4 separate regions of the Mus musculus genome follow, and all the other regions are linked to region 2. Evidence: chromatin contacts called from public ChIA-PET and HiChIP or PLAC-seq data. All regions are on one chromosome and are shown on one strand. Each heading gives the region's core, a stretch centred on a gene start, on an enhancer-like site or on the middle of the called end of the contact. The rest is flanking DNA. Distances are from core to core; before and after follow the strand shown. Region 1 overlaps Mcu (mitochondrial calcium uniporter). Region 2 holds the start of Micu1 (mitochondrial calcium uptake 1). Region 3 overlaps Mcu (mitochondrial calcium uniporter). Region 4 has its middle 4.8 kb from the start of Gm46226.

Region 1 (3,358 bases), core at 200-2,699, 140 kb after region 2:
CTCCGCACGGGGATTGTCCTCTTCTCTTCAGAGAAACATTTAGTCTTCTCTGGCTGGTGGAATCTCAGGGCCAGGATTGAAGACCATTGAAGATTTTTTTTCCTTCTGGATCTAAGCTTTAGGCTGGGATGTGTTGGCTGAGCTTTTCTTTTTCTCTTTCTTTTTCTTCTTTTCTTTCTTTCTTTCTTTCTTTCTTTCTTTTTTTTTTTTTTAAGATTTTATTTATTTTATATGTATAATGAGTACACTGTAGCTGTCTTCAGACACGCCATAAGAGGGCATCAGATCCCATTACAGATGGTTGTGAGCCATCATGTGGTTGCTGGGAATTGAACTCAGGACCTCTAGAATAGTGCTCTTAACAGCTGAGCCATCTCTCCAGCCCCAGCTGAGCTTTTCTTGAGGCTAACAAATGTCTGTTCACCCAAGCCAGATAGGTGCATCAGCAACAGACCAGAGACACATTCCACCCAAGTTCATCCACTGACTTTATTGAGTCCAGGCCTAGGGCCTCTTTATTCAAAGAGTTGAAATAATGTGTTACCTAGATGACAAAAGTGACAATAACATTGTATTCACAGTGAAGCAAGTATAGATTAGACAGGAACACACTCTCAAGACTGACAACAGATCCCATGGGCTAAGGTTCTCAAGGCCCCAAATGTCTGTGGCTTCTCCGAATGGGACCAAAAAAAGGGGAAAGGGAGCCGTTTGCCGTTTAGTCACTCGGGGCATCCTTTGGGTGGTTCTCTATCTTTGATAGATTGCATTATGTATCTATTTCTTTACTGTGAATTTCCCATAATGCATCTGGCTTTTTTTTTTATCACATGTATACCTAATCTCACTCAGACATAAGACAGCAAATAGTGGGTTCTTTCTAAAACTTCACTTACACCAGCATAGTTTACTTATTGCTCGTGTACCAAAACTAGTTTGGTTGATCTCATTTTCATAGCCGAACAGAGTGTTCTGTCTCAGATTTGATGTTCAGTATGAGAAATGTATTCCATGTTTGGAGAGGGCTGTGTTTGTGCAGTACCTGCAGGTAAGGCCTTCAGGTTGCCAAGTGCAGTATTAGCAGAGGCCTGTGTGCCTAGCCCAGACCAAGTGGAGTCGCTGAACCATTCCCTATGCTTGCCAGCCCCAAGCTTTTGTACTGGAGGAGAGGGGTTACCTACAGGACTGTGTGTGGGTGACTTAAGAGAGCTACATCACTGGAAAGCCCCACCCAGCAGAGGCAGGACTTGCCAAAAGTTACGGAGAGTCCACTCTTGGTTAAACTTTCTCAACTGGTGACCGCTTGTTCCATCCAAGAACATATCCAGCAGGACAGAATTATATACAACTTGGGGTAGAGGAGAGGACATGGGGATGGTGGAGTGGCTGGAGTCTCAGGTGAGGTTCACGAACCTATCTGTACCCTCTTTTGGGAGAAAACAGGCCGGATCTTGGGAGGTCCTCATAGCCGCTCTGATTATCATGGTAATGCCCCTGCTGTGCCTGAAAGGTGTTCCACCCTCCTGGAATTTCTGAGAAAAGCTTCTTTTTGCACTGGCTGGCCTCCAAGTGTTCTCAGTGTGAAGCAATCAGCACACCAGGGATCCCATCCTGAGATGACATTCCCTAAAAGCCTCCAGGTTTAATATGGAACCCATTTTAAATCACAAAATGAGTCTGAATCTTTTTACTCTGTGTCCTACAGAATGGAAGTAGCCATTGGTAGGAAGACATCCAGGCCAGGCACGGCTTACAGACTGTCTTCATGGAGGAGGGGTGTTAAGATACTAAGATGATGGAGTCATTTGTGGCCAGAGAACCTTGTCTAGCTCTATAACACGGCTCCACTTGTGATTTGATTTTAGTGTACTGCCAGGTACTGAACTCACACCTTACACACGCTATGCAGATGCTCCACCACCGAGCTGCATCTCCAGTGCTTTTGATATTATACAGTAGCCATTGTCCTTGCCTGCTGCCCTTGAAAGTTCTGTGTCATCTGGAAGACTGACTTTTCCCAAATTCCATTTTGATGAGGAGACTAAACTATATAAATGTTGATTTGTGCAGTTTACTTCTTACTAATGATCTGCCTTCAGAATTCGCATCTCTGTGATTTATAAACTGTGTAAATGAATCTGCAGCAGGATCCTCTGACTCTCCATTCTTCCCAGTGCACCTCCAAGGGCGAGAAAATATAGAGAACCAACTGCATGGGTGGTTACAGATTCTTCACTGCTTATATTGATGTAATTAGCACAGCGATGGGCACAAACTGTATGTTTCCACATGCACACCAAGCCGGGATAATTGATAGGATGTGCGCCATAGTATTGACTTTGCCTATTAAAAAGGGTAGGTAATGTCAATTTTAGAGGGTTATAAAGTGGCATTTTAGTACTCCTGAATATTTCTAAATCCTGATTCAAGAGATGAACCTCGAATACTAATTTGTTTTATTTGATACTTAGGAGACCCAAGTGCAAAGCTCTGTGGATAAATAAGGTAGTTCTTGTTGTTTCTTAGAACTAACGGAAGTAAAAATAAGTTCCCATGATAATATGCAATATTAAAGCGTGTCAGATATGAAGCTACAGAATTCAGATTTTTTTTTTACATTCTTTGTTGTTGTTATTGGTGGTGGTGGGGATAAGGGGGTGACACACGTGTGTTCTAACACACAGACAGAGGTAGAGGTCAGCTTTGAGAAACTCAGGTCTCTGCTTCCTATGTGGGTCCCAGGAGTCAAGCTTAGGTCATCTGGCTTTGTGGCAGGCACCTTTATCTGCTTAGCCGAGTCATTAGTCTGAGAATGTAGATTTTTATTTTTTTCACACCTATATACATAGGTTTCATGGGAGGACTGGGTCAAAGAGAGTAGCTGCCCTGATAACAAAAGGGGCAAGCCGGAAGTAAATCAGGGCCAGCAGATGTTTCTAGAATGGCTTGTTGGAGAACAAAATTCTGGTTTTGGATTGAAGAAAAAAATGTTTTAATCATAGTAGTAGCATCTTTGGAGTTAAGTCATGAGCTGCTATTGCTTCCGAAGTCCCACTGAGGACTTCATATGCACAGGATCCAGTCTGTACTGAGAGTGCTATAAGTCAAGTTCCTACTCAAAGCAACAGCATGTGCTACTCAGAGAGCAGGCAGCAACAGTGTAACGTGCAAAACCATCCCCAAGGATAGGAGGCTTGGCTTGTTTAAACAGAGTAGCATGTATCCCAGGCTGTAGATGTGCACCACCGTGCCCAGGCTATGCAGTTGTAAGGTGTGGAACCTAGGCTTTGTGCATGCTAAGAAAGAACTCTGCCAACTAAGCCAGCCCCCTGTGACCTTTTTGGTCTTTTTCTGTTGA
Region 2 (3,138 bases), core at 592-3,091:
TTCAGTTAAATATAACGGTTATAATTATTTCATGTGATATTCAATTACATGAGGAATTATGTATTATTAGTTTTTTTTTCCTCTAAGCATAAGAAAGCAAGTTACAGAGCCTGAGGCAGGGTGTTTATACCTAGGAGTTCAAGGCCAGCTTGGGCAACACAGTGAAACACTGTATCAATAGATGGGTGGATGGACAGACAGACGGACAGATGGATGGATGGATTTACTGAATACAGTAACCACTCCATGAAACTATAATAAAGGCAGTGATGCTCTTGCTTTTACCAGAATTGGCTTTATCATTGGCTCCTATCATTCTCTCCAGGCACACCAGCCATTCCAGAATCTTCACTTTCTGCTAATATTATTTTGAATGTTATGACCCCTGTGCGGATACTTAGGTGTTGATGACTCTTTCTTGGCATCAGTAGGTAGCCAGGGTGATGTCTTTAAGCAAAACAGAATCAAAGATTGATGAGAAGTGGGGACCGAACCCATTGAAGTCTGTAAGGTCTGGGCAGGCCTGTAATCCCACCCACCATTCAGTTGGCAGAGACAGAAAGATTCAGACTTTAAGGCCAAACCTAGTGATGGGGGTGGGGAACCTACCTCAAAAAAAAAAAACAGAACAAAAAAGAATTCAAACAAAACAAAGTAACTGGTGGCCAGAACATCTTCCCGGATAAGTGGCATTCTAAACTCTTTAGGATAAGATTCTAAACAAGCATCACATTGTCCACACCGGCAAACATTCAGGATGGTCGAGTCCGCCAACTGTTTGTTATGTCTCAAAGGCTGACAATCAGTGAAACCTAAACTCCCCAACAGATGTGTTTCATCTCCAGCACACACTCCTTTCTAATGCTGTTAAATCACCTCCCTGTCTGACCCTACTGACTGCTTTAAAGTAAACAGAGGTTTATTAAGGGAGTCATCCCAGAAGTGGATCAAAACATGTATTTATAAACAAGCGGGAAAAAAATAGGTCTTTCCAAAATGTCTCAGGAAGAAAATTATTTAATCTTAATTATTTATTTACATGCACAAATATTTGCACTTCAAGCACCTGAAAGGGACTGTAGACAAAACCTCGGATTTATAAAGGTGACAACTTATTATAAAACACAGTCCGCCTTAAACTCTTCTTCTAGCATCCCACATAATCAGTAATACCTGGCTCATTCTCGAAACATCGTGTGGGTAGCCCCGACTGGGACTGGGCACAGACAGAGAAAGGGAGAATGAGAACGCGAAGTTGCTGGTGAGGATAAAAAACGGAACAGTCCGAGAAGTCTGCAGTTTGTTTTGCTTTTCTAAAAGGCCAATGATCCCCCCGCCCCATCTTCTCTATCCCCAATACATGTATTTATCTATCTTTCTGTCACAGCTCTAAACTCCTCCATCTACTTCTGACCACATCCACGAATTCCGGGAGAACTAGTGTGTCCTGGCCGCAGGTGGAGAGGATGCACTCTGAGGCTAGAAGCCGGGCACTACAAGTTCTCCCTGACAGGGATAAGGGGTGATAGGGTGAAGGGAGCGGAGGACCGAGAGTCCCCTCAGCATATCACCAACAGCATCACCAAGACAGCAGCAGTCCCTGGCGGACCTGAAAAGTGGCCGGATCTCAGAGCCACACGAAAGGCTCGTCCCCAAAATGCGCCGACTTCCCCTCCCCTAAACTCGCCTCCAGGCGATCAGATTCCTCACACTCACCCGTCCGCGCTCCAGCTTTAGCAGCAACTCGGAGAATGCCGCCCACCTCTGACAACCATAGAGACGCAAATGCCGGGGAGCCCCGCTCTGCGTCCTCCGCCCACTCTCACGTGACTCCCTTAGCCGCTGGGCCTGCCGGGATCTTGATGAAACGTAGCAGGGAGGAACCGAGTTGGGGAAAATGGGGCGGGGCGGAGAGGCAACCCCGCCCTTCTCTGGGGCCCGCCCACACTTCGGATCCCGCCCCGAGTCAAGACTCCGCCCTCGCCTGGGGGCCCGCCCTGTCCTCAGCCCCGCCCACACGTCGGTGCCACGCCCTCGCTGTTTAGGCGGGAATGCCGGCAGATTTGCAAAATCCCTCCTGCATTCCATTGCTGATTTTGTTTCTCTGCTGTCAAAGTCCACCTCTCCTGTGCCTCTTTCTAGTTAAACCCTGCTCTTCCGTAAGTGGGAAATTGATAACGAGGTTCTTCCCACCAGTCTAGAGGCTCACACTGGTTTTATTTTAGGAACATCTTTTATTTATTCTTTGACAGTTTCGTAAGATATAATGTATCTTAATCTTATCCACCTCCAGTTCTCCACGTTCACTCCTTCCAGGAAGTCCCCGCTAGTCTCCCAACACTTGGAACTTAGAGGCTAGTGTGGTTTACTTAGACCTGTGTCAAATTATGAAACAGAGGAGCTCAGCAGGTAAGGGCTCTTACTACCAAACCAGATAACCCGTATTTGAGTCCCAGGACACTTATGGTGGAAGGAGAGAACTGACTGATGCAAGTTGTCTCCTAACCTTCAGAACCATGCTGCGGAACACACATACCTGCATGCATACATACATACATACATACATACATACATACATACATGAAAAAAGGGAAGGAGAAAAGAGCGAATAAAAGTCTTCTCTTGGGACACACATCTTGTTATCTCTGAAACTTGTAAATTTCACATTGCATCGTAAATACCATAGAACACTTTGGAGGCTCACGGGATAAATTAACTCTTTATTTGAATAAGGAAAAGAGAAAAAAAATCATCAATATATAAATTGTTGAATAAAATTTTCAGCCAGATGTGGTGGCATAGAACTGTAATCCCAGAATCTGAGAGATAGAGGCAGTAGGATCAGGAGTTCAAAGCCATACTTAGTTACATAGTGAGTTTGAGGCTAGTGTGGGCTCTATAAGATCCTGTCTGAAAAACCAAGCCAAACATAAAAATCCATCAAGATCAAGGAAGACAATGATTAAGTTGGGCATGTTGGTATATGACTATAACCCCTGTAGAGACGGAGGCAGGAGGATCAGGAATTGTCTTTAGGTTGTCCTCAGCTACATAAATAGCAAATTTTTCCCTTACCTCCATCCATGTACCATAGCAAATGTGTCACCCCACACACATACTCACACACATAATAATATG
Region 3 (3,489 bases), core at 357-2,856, 160 kb after region 2:
CCTTACATATGTGCACATCAAGCCAGAGGTTACCCTGAGTAGTGCAGCTGTCTAGCCTTGAACCAACTTAGCGCAGAACTAGGCAAGGCCTTGAGACTGGTGGTGTCTAACCTGAAGCCAGCAGTTCTACAGGAAAGTGTGAAGGGAGTTCTCATCTATAAAAAAAGAAACAGTAACTCAATTGACGTGAGGTTTGCAGAATGCACTTTAAGCATAATCAATATCTACCTTAAGTACTTCATTAAATAGTTTGATTGAAGTCACCGAGTTGCACATCCATCCTCCATGCTGGCTAGAGACGTCATCATGGAGACTGCTTTCAAGATGGATCTTATCACTTGGTAGAGGTATGCTGTGTGCTTACCTCTAGAAAGCAGGTTTCTAGTCTGCTTTCTTTTGTGGGAAAAGTCCAAGAGTGGAATGCCCAAGTTAAACCTTACAGGATAGAGATGGGGAAGGGATTGTTGTAAATCATTAATATAGAGCAGACACGGTTTATTTTTTCTCCAAAGAAAAGAGAAAGCAGGGAGTTTTCCAGGCAAAGCATACAGATAGGGGGTGGTAGGGAATGGCCTGCACCCCTAAAAGGATGCCTGCAGGAAGGGCCTTCCATGCTGACCTCCAAAGGCTAGGAGTGTGACTGGGCAAAATATTCACCTGCATCTGCCCTCTCTCCTTTCCTTCTTAGAAAATCTTTTACCGTGTCCTCAACTCTTCAGTTTTCAACCACAGATTAAGGAAAGGCTCATTAGAAAGTCTGAGGCCATAGGCGTTAAAGAAATTATCAACCCCCCAAAGTCAATATCCAATTACTATACCATTTTGGCTGTTCCACACAATTAACCCTGCTGCAGAGTCCAAGGGAGGCCAGGGGAAGACCCACGCTGCTGGGTGCTATGGCTTCTGGCTTAGTCCTTCCTATTGTGGGGAGACCCACACTGCTGGGTGCTGTGGCTTCTGGCTTAGTCCTTCCTGTTGTGGGAGACCCACACTGCTGGGTGCTGTGGCTTCTGGGTTAACCCACTGTGCTGTACTGCAGGGGTGGGTAGCCCCAGGCCTGGATCTAGGAGGTGTCAGCATTCCAAATAGACTTTATTCTACTTTGCCTTGAGACCCAAAGCGAATGACAGGCAGAGAGGGGCAAGATTTGATCAGAGGCAAAGGGGAGCATGAAGGATTTTGCTTTCTTAGTTTTCATTTTTCAGCTCCTATCCAAGTAATAACCGCCCCATTGGGAGGATGCGGCTCAGTTTTATTAGATCTCCTTGAAAAGTGTCCCTCAGTGCAGATAGCAACTGCCGGGTTTAAAGCTAACTAACGTGAATGTGATTCATTAACTTTAAAATCGAGCTCCGGGGTAGTCACGTCTGATTTTCCTGAATTTTGTTGAGAGCAAATGGAATCTTTTCAGTGGACTGCATTTAGCTGTAGGAGAGAGGTTGAAGAATTGGCAATGGGCTTGCTGGAAAGTCCCACAAAGCAGTTGTCTGTAGGGATTAAATCTCTGACTGTCCTTGTCTGTCAGGAAAAGCCCTCTGGGTTGTGGGCAGCTCCCAGCAATGCTAATGTGCTGCTGTCCAGGGAGGCGGAGCAGCAGCCTGCTAGGTTCAGAGCAGCGGTGGCGGCGGCGGCGGGGAAAGCCTGGCCGTAGGTGTGCGTGGGCGAGAGCTGGGCGCGCTCCGCCTGAAGTGTGCAGAACAGCAGCCATATCTTGCCACGGGGATCCCTCCCCCCAAGAGCAATTCGGGTAATTCCTAAATGCTAATGCATTTCAGCACCAGAGTGGCCCGTGCTCTTGTTGCAGAGAGGAGCAGGAAAGCATGAAGAGAATGATTTAAAACGCCAATCAGTTTCTGGAGAACGTAGCTTTTACTCCCTTGATGAAGCTGTTCAAGAAGGACCTTGCTGTTGCCAAATGAGTTTGCGATTCTAGGATGCACAGGCAGGGGTGGCCCTTGTTCTCCCTCACCTAGAGTTCTCCTGCCCCTAGCTCAGTGGTTCAGGACCTTCCTCGTCCCGTGACCCCTTAATAAAGTTCCTCATGTTGTGCTGACCCCCAGCCACAACACTATTTTTGTTGCTACTCCATAACTGTAATCTTGGATAATAGAGGGTTTTGTCAGAGGGATCGCGACCCCCAGGTTGAGAACCACTGTTGTAGCTGCTAGGCATGCAGCTGCCCTTGCGTGATCCAGCAGGAGAATCTCCTCAGCTCCCTCACACAGTGAGCGGAACGCCTGGTGGTGGCCGCCTCTCCAGACAACCCTGCCTGCGCTGCTGCCAGTCAGGGCTTTCCTCATAACCTTGGTGCTTCTGCGGCAAGGTTAGTGGTTGAGCTTACCACACTTGTCATCTCTGCCTTCACACACCATCCTGATTCCTCCCCAGCCACCCCTCCCACTGGGGTCCCGTAAAGTTGCAGGTGGTATGCAGAGACTGAGGGTGACATTTTAAAAACACACCAGAGTTTTGTTTTTGTTTTTATTTTAAATGGTCATAATAGAAACCCCAGTGTCTAAAAACATTCTGTGACCGTCACATTTAGTGGCAGCTTAGAGGAAACTGAATATGAAAGAGCCAGAGGTACTCTAGGGAGGCACGCTTGCTCAGTAGCTATTTATCTGGGGTTGAGATGAGCTGCTTTTATGTGTTGGTATGTAGTCAAGAATTGCGTTTTCTTTCTCACTTTGAGTGTCTATGTAAATTCTCCAAGTGGAAATGAAGCTCCATTTATCTCCGAGTGTCCCCGGGCCAGGCTTCTGTAAGACCTCACAAGGCTGCGGGTTTTCATCTTATTTTAATTTGCAAGAAAAGCACTATAATGCATGTGTAGCCATTTATTTTAATCTAGTGTCAGTTGTCGGTGTAATCATGGAAATGAATGAAGGGATCCCTGAGACAAAGGAGGTTTTTATAGAAATCAAAGGAGCGTTGCTCAGCAACTCTTAATTAATAGTTGTTTACTGACTGTGTATTCCAGGGACATGTCGAGCAATTTAGGGATCCTGAAGAAAATAGCCACTTCCTCCACTCCAAGCCGCTTCTCTCCAGTTTGAGAGGAGAGTTACAAGACTCAAGGAAGGCAGTTTACTACAGTGAACACACAAGATGACAGATCGCCAGTGTGGTAGCACATACCTTAAATCCCAGCCCTCAGAAGACAGAGGCAGGCAGCTCTCTGAGTTCGAGGCCAGTCTGGCCTACGTAGTGAGTTCCAGAGAGCCAGAGCTACATAGTGAGACCCTGTCTTAAAAAATAAAATAAAATAAAATAAAATAAAATAAAGACACTTTAGTAGACTGATCTGTTGAGAGATCATTTCAGTAGGTATGAATTGCAGAGTCAGAGGCAACACCAGTTTGTAGTCCCGGCTGGCTGTGGGGTTTTGGCAGGGTTGGTTCAATAGCTGGGCTGCTGTGGACTGCACTGGAATGTTAGGGAGTAGCCAGCCATTGTTTACTCTCCTCCCAATGAGTCACATCGTGGGAA
Region 4 (3,196 bases), core at 637-3,136, 200 kb before region 2:
CTATAATCTTAGCCCCCTTACTAAGCAGCCATTGCACTAGTCTCCCCTGCCCCCAGAAACCCCAGGACTGAATCTGTCAATAAGGCATCAGGGGTCTGTGACATCTTCAAGAGTCACATGTGACAGCTCAAGAGAAGGGCTCCAGGGTTCTGCCCTGGGTGCTGAGCTGGGAAGAGCTTGTCCCTGGTACTCTCTAGAGGAATAGGCTGGGGCACATGGCCCAGCTCAGGTTCTCCTGGTCTGTCCCTAGGAAGATGACACCTGCAGGTACCCATCATGCAAAGTCAGGGTAGGAAATGCTGGCAGAGGGAAGGAGGAAGGAAGGAGGGAAGCTGTCCTCATCCTGATGGGAGGCTTGTCACTCAGGCATTGGTCAGCCTGGGGCAAGCCAAGTAGCATGGTTGGAGCAGGAGGGGAGGCCTGGTCTCAGATCAGACCCAGTATAACCCAATGCGCAGGTCACCCAGGGTCCCAGAGGGCTAGGCACATGCACTGACATCAACAGCTCCCTGGAGTGACATCCAGTCTTCAAGCTATGCTCCTGGGTTCTCAGGACACAGAATGAGAAGCTGTAAGAAGTCAGGGGGGTCCCCTCCCCTCCCCTATTTCTTCCACCATAATCCCTGCTCACTCGCTGTCCCAACCTTTCCCATGTCCCTCCCAGCCGCCTTCCTAGCTGGAAACAGAGCTAAGTCAACAACAGTTCCTCGAATTGTGTTTCAGCTCAGGCTGCGGCAGCCCAGGCAGCCAGGCTCTGGAGCTATTAATATTGGCAGATGTAGCTCATGCTATTTGATCCCGTGGGCTGTGATCCCACCAGGTTCAGCAATGAGCTAGCGAAGGCAGAGCTCAGGGTCCTGAAGACTCGTGACCCTTGGGGTTTTGGGGTCCTGCACTGAGTCATGCTAGTGTCCAGGAACTTGAACACCTGCAAACTTGGTGGCTGACAGAGGTTGGCAGGCTAGATGATAAATGGGGAGGCCTGTGGGAGAATGATGGCAGTCATTATGATGAATTTTACAAACACTACCAGCGGCGAGTGAGTGTTTTCTGTTCCTGCTGGGACTGGACCTTGGTATCCATGTGGTCTTTTACACATTGCTTCAGATCCCACCCCCACCCCCCAGCCTCCCTCGCAGAGACAGGTCCGCAGCCTTCCGGGAGGGCCCCGTGCCTTGGAGGCTGACCCTCTTACAGAACACATCTGCTACCTGGGTGGCTCTTGCAGTGCTGGTGGTAGCTCTCCGTTGTGGCTAAGGACAGTTTGGGGTCTAGGATGTCAATGTTAGAACACAGGGCCATGGCTGGTCGCCAGTAGGTGGCAATGATGCCAGAGGTAACCTGGAGGCTACTGGCCAGGATAGCACTGGGGAAGCCGAGAACAGAACTGTTTCTGATTCCAGACATGGGTGGTGCCGCCTGGCACAGGCTGAGGGCAGGAGACAGTGGCTGCTCCCTGGCCATTCTCAAACTGACTCCTGGTTCTGAGTTCTCTTAGGGAGAGGAACTGGGGACATTTTCAGTAGGATTCTGCTTCCCTCAGGAGGTGGGGCAATGGAGAAAGACCCTCCTTGCTAGTCGTGAGGCCTACTATCTGGTGGGTCTTTTGCCTTAGACACACCCTGGTCTGAATTTGTGGCTGCAAAGTGGCCCACAGGTGCTCTGCAAAGGAGATGGTAAGTCAGACAGCTGTCTCTGCCCAGGGGTCCCTTCTGTCCTCCCCCACTGTGGAGTCACACAGCTGGTGTGTGTGATGTGTGTGTGTGTGTGGAACAGAAAGGGTGACACACAGCGCAAGCACCCGCCAAGCCAAAGGAGGCAGACACTGCTAGGCCACTGTGCAGACACGGCTGAAGGTTGGGGCCCAGGCACTGAAGGCTGGAGAGGAGAGAATCTGTGCATGTCTCAGCATCCGGGTGGGCGTTCAACACTGCAGGTGGAGGAAGGGCAGCCCCAAGCTGCAAACAGCAGGAGGTGGGCCAGAGGCAGAGAAGGCTTCGAGGCTTCAGTGTGCATGCCAGGGCATGCTGTCTGCGTGGAGCCAGGACAGCATCACTAGGAGTGACATGGTCAGGGCAATTTGGGTGATGTCACTATGGAGGAAGAAGGCCTGGCTGACACACTCAGCATCCCATAGGTTTAAGTTGCTGTCTCTTGTGCTTCCTCATCCAAAAGAAAGGTGCACAATAAGATAGGATACTGGAACAGCCAACCCGAGTCCCCTAAAGTCCCAAGCTTGATCCTTGCCCTTTTTGGGGTCAACCACACTGAGGCATCTCTCCCAAGGAAAGCCTACCCAGTGTCTGAGCTAAGACAGCCAATCCAGACCTTCCTAGGGACTTCATTTAGATCAACTCAGAAGGGCTGGGTGGGCAAGGTGTGGCACCAGACCTTGGTGGGGTTGCCTGGCTGAGTAAACCTACACAGCTGCCTGCTGCCTCTGACTGGCCTGTATGCTGGGCCTTATTTCCTGCCCAACTGGCTAAGGAGGTGACAGTAGGCCTGAGCCCTGGCTTTGGGGAACATATTATGACTGGAGTTTGGGTAAATGATATCCCAGTCTCCCCACGTTCCATATAGCTTCTCTTTTGCCTTACAGAACCACTCCTAGACCCTGGCCAGGAAAGGCACCAAGGGTGGCTGAGATGTTTCTGGGATGACATAGGGGACAGGCAGGAGGAGGTATGCGCAGGTTTGTTTGTTTGTTTTTTTTTTTTTGTATTAGTGACGTTTCTCTCTGCCCAAGACTATTGCGAATGACTGGTGTGATAATTACAGGCAGCCATCTGGCCTACATGCTGCCCCGTGCTTTCCTGCCCCTCTTCATCTTCAGGCCTCTGTCACACTGCTCCCTCTGGCTGGAATCTCCGCACCAAGAGAGTGCCAACCAGACACACTCCCCCCTCCCCCACTTCCTCAAGAGCACCGGCTCCTCTGTCATCTCTGTGGTTACAGGGTCTAGAATAGGACTTGACATCAGTGTCAGGTAATCTTTGTTGACAGGACAAATGGCGCTTGGATGGAGCTTGCTGTGACCAGACACTGTGTGAAGCACTTCTTGGGAGCTGACTCCTATCCAACATGACCATCCAATAAGCCCAGTGTCTGTGCCCCACTCATTGTGTACATGAGGCTGAGTGACATGCCTGAGGTTACCCAGCCACTGCATATGAAGGCAGTCTTGAGTGGGAAGCAG

Evidence for each region. ChIA-PET counts read pairs in DNA pulled down with a chosen protein or histone mark. HiChIP or PLAC-seq counts read pairs in DNA pulled down with a chosen protein or histone mark.
Region 1: an H3K27ac HiChIP or PLAC-seq map of embryonic stem cells shows a contact between it and region 2, with 7 read pairs. The contact joins the enhancer-like site here to the promoter of Micu1 in region 2. A contact is called at or near these places in 3 of 39 promoter capture datasets (liver and neutrophils), 6 of 484 Hi-C or Micro-C datasets (ECoMG myeloid progenitors, brain, embryonic stem cells and 3 more), 8 of 115 datasets of contacts at active chromatin or transcription factors (the HPC-7 cell line, bone marrow-derived macrophages, embryonic fibroblasts and 2 more) and 2 of 9 other capture datasets (embryonic stem cells and pancreatic islet).
Region 3: an H3K4me3 HiChIP or PLAC-seq map of stem cell-derived neural progenitor cells shows a contact between it and region 2, with 38 read pairs. The contact joins the enhancer-like site here to the promoter of Micu1 in region 2. A contact is called at or near these places in 1 of 39 promoter capture datasets (liver), 6 of 484 Hi-C or Micro-C datasets (Sertoli cells, embryonic stem cells, forebrain and 2 more) and 6 of 115 datasets of contacts at active chromatin or transcription factors (bone marrow-derived macrophages, embryonic stem cells, extraembryonic endoderm stem cells and 2 more).
Region 4: an RNA polymerase II ChIA-PET map of memory CD8 T cells shows a contact between it and region 2, with 5 read pairs. The contact joins the enhancer-like site here to the promoter of Micu1 in region 2. A contact is called at or near these places in 4 of 484 Hi-C or Micro-C datasets (B cells, CD4 T cells, erythroid progenitors and 1 more), 7 of 115 datasets of contacts at active chromatin or transcription factors (bone marrow-derived macrophages, effector CD8 T cells, embryonic stem cells and 3 more) and 1 of 9 other capture datasets (adipose tissue).

The regions. Positions count from the first base shown.
Region 1 is chr10:59,556,937-59,560,294 of GRCm38.p6, reverse strand. The region is part of intron 1 of Mcu (mitochondrial calcium uniporter); the gene reads left to right. Among named protein-coding and RNA genes, the nearest start is that of Gm40671, 17 kb to the left of the region's middle. Within about 2 kb of position 1,449, at least 11 of the 459 cell types and tissues checked have an H3K27ac peak or open chromatin away from gene starts, as enhancers often do. A contact at or near this core is called in embryonic stem cells, where this site is marked.
Region 2 is chr10:59,701,266-59,704,403 of GRCm38.p6, reverse strand. It overlaps Micu1 (mitochondrial calcium uptake 1), which reads right to left and starts at 1,841. Exons shown (of 12, transcript NM_144822.3): 1 at 1,717-1,841.
Region 3 is chr10:59,537,753-59,541,241 of GRCm38.p6, reverse strand. The region is part of intron 1 of Mcu (mitochondrial calcium uniporter); the gene reads left to right. Among named protein-coding and RNA genes, the nearest start is that of Gm40671, 36 kb to the left of the region's middle. Within about 2 kb of position 1,606, at least 171 of the 459 cell types and tissues checked have an H3K27ac peak or open chromatin away from gene starts, as enhancers often do. A contact at or near this core is called in Sertoli cells, forebrain, liver and 3 more, where this site is marked.
Region 4 is chr10:59,900,916-59,904,111 of GRCm38.p6, reverse strand. No RefSeq gene overlaps it. Among named protein-coding and RNA genes, the nearest start is that of Gm46226, 4.8 kb to the right of the region's middle. Within about 2 kb of position 1,886, at least 54 of the 459 cell types and tissues checked have an H3K27ac peak or open chromatin away from gene starts, as enhancers often do. A contact at or near this core is called in memory CD8 T cells, where this site is marked.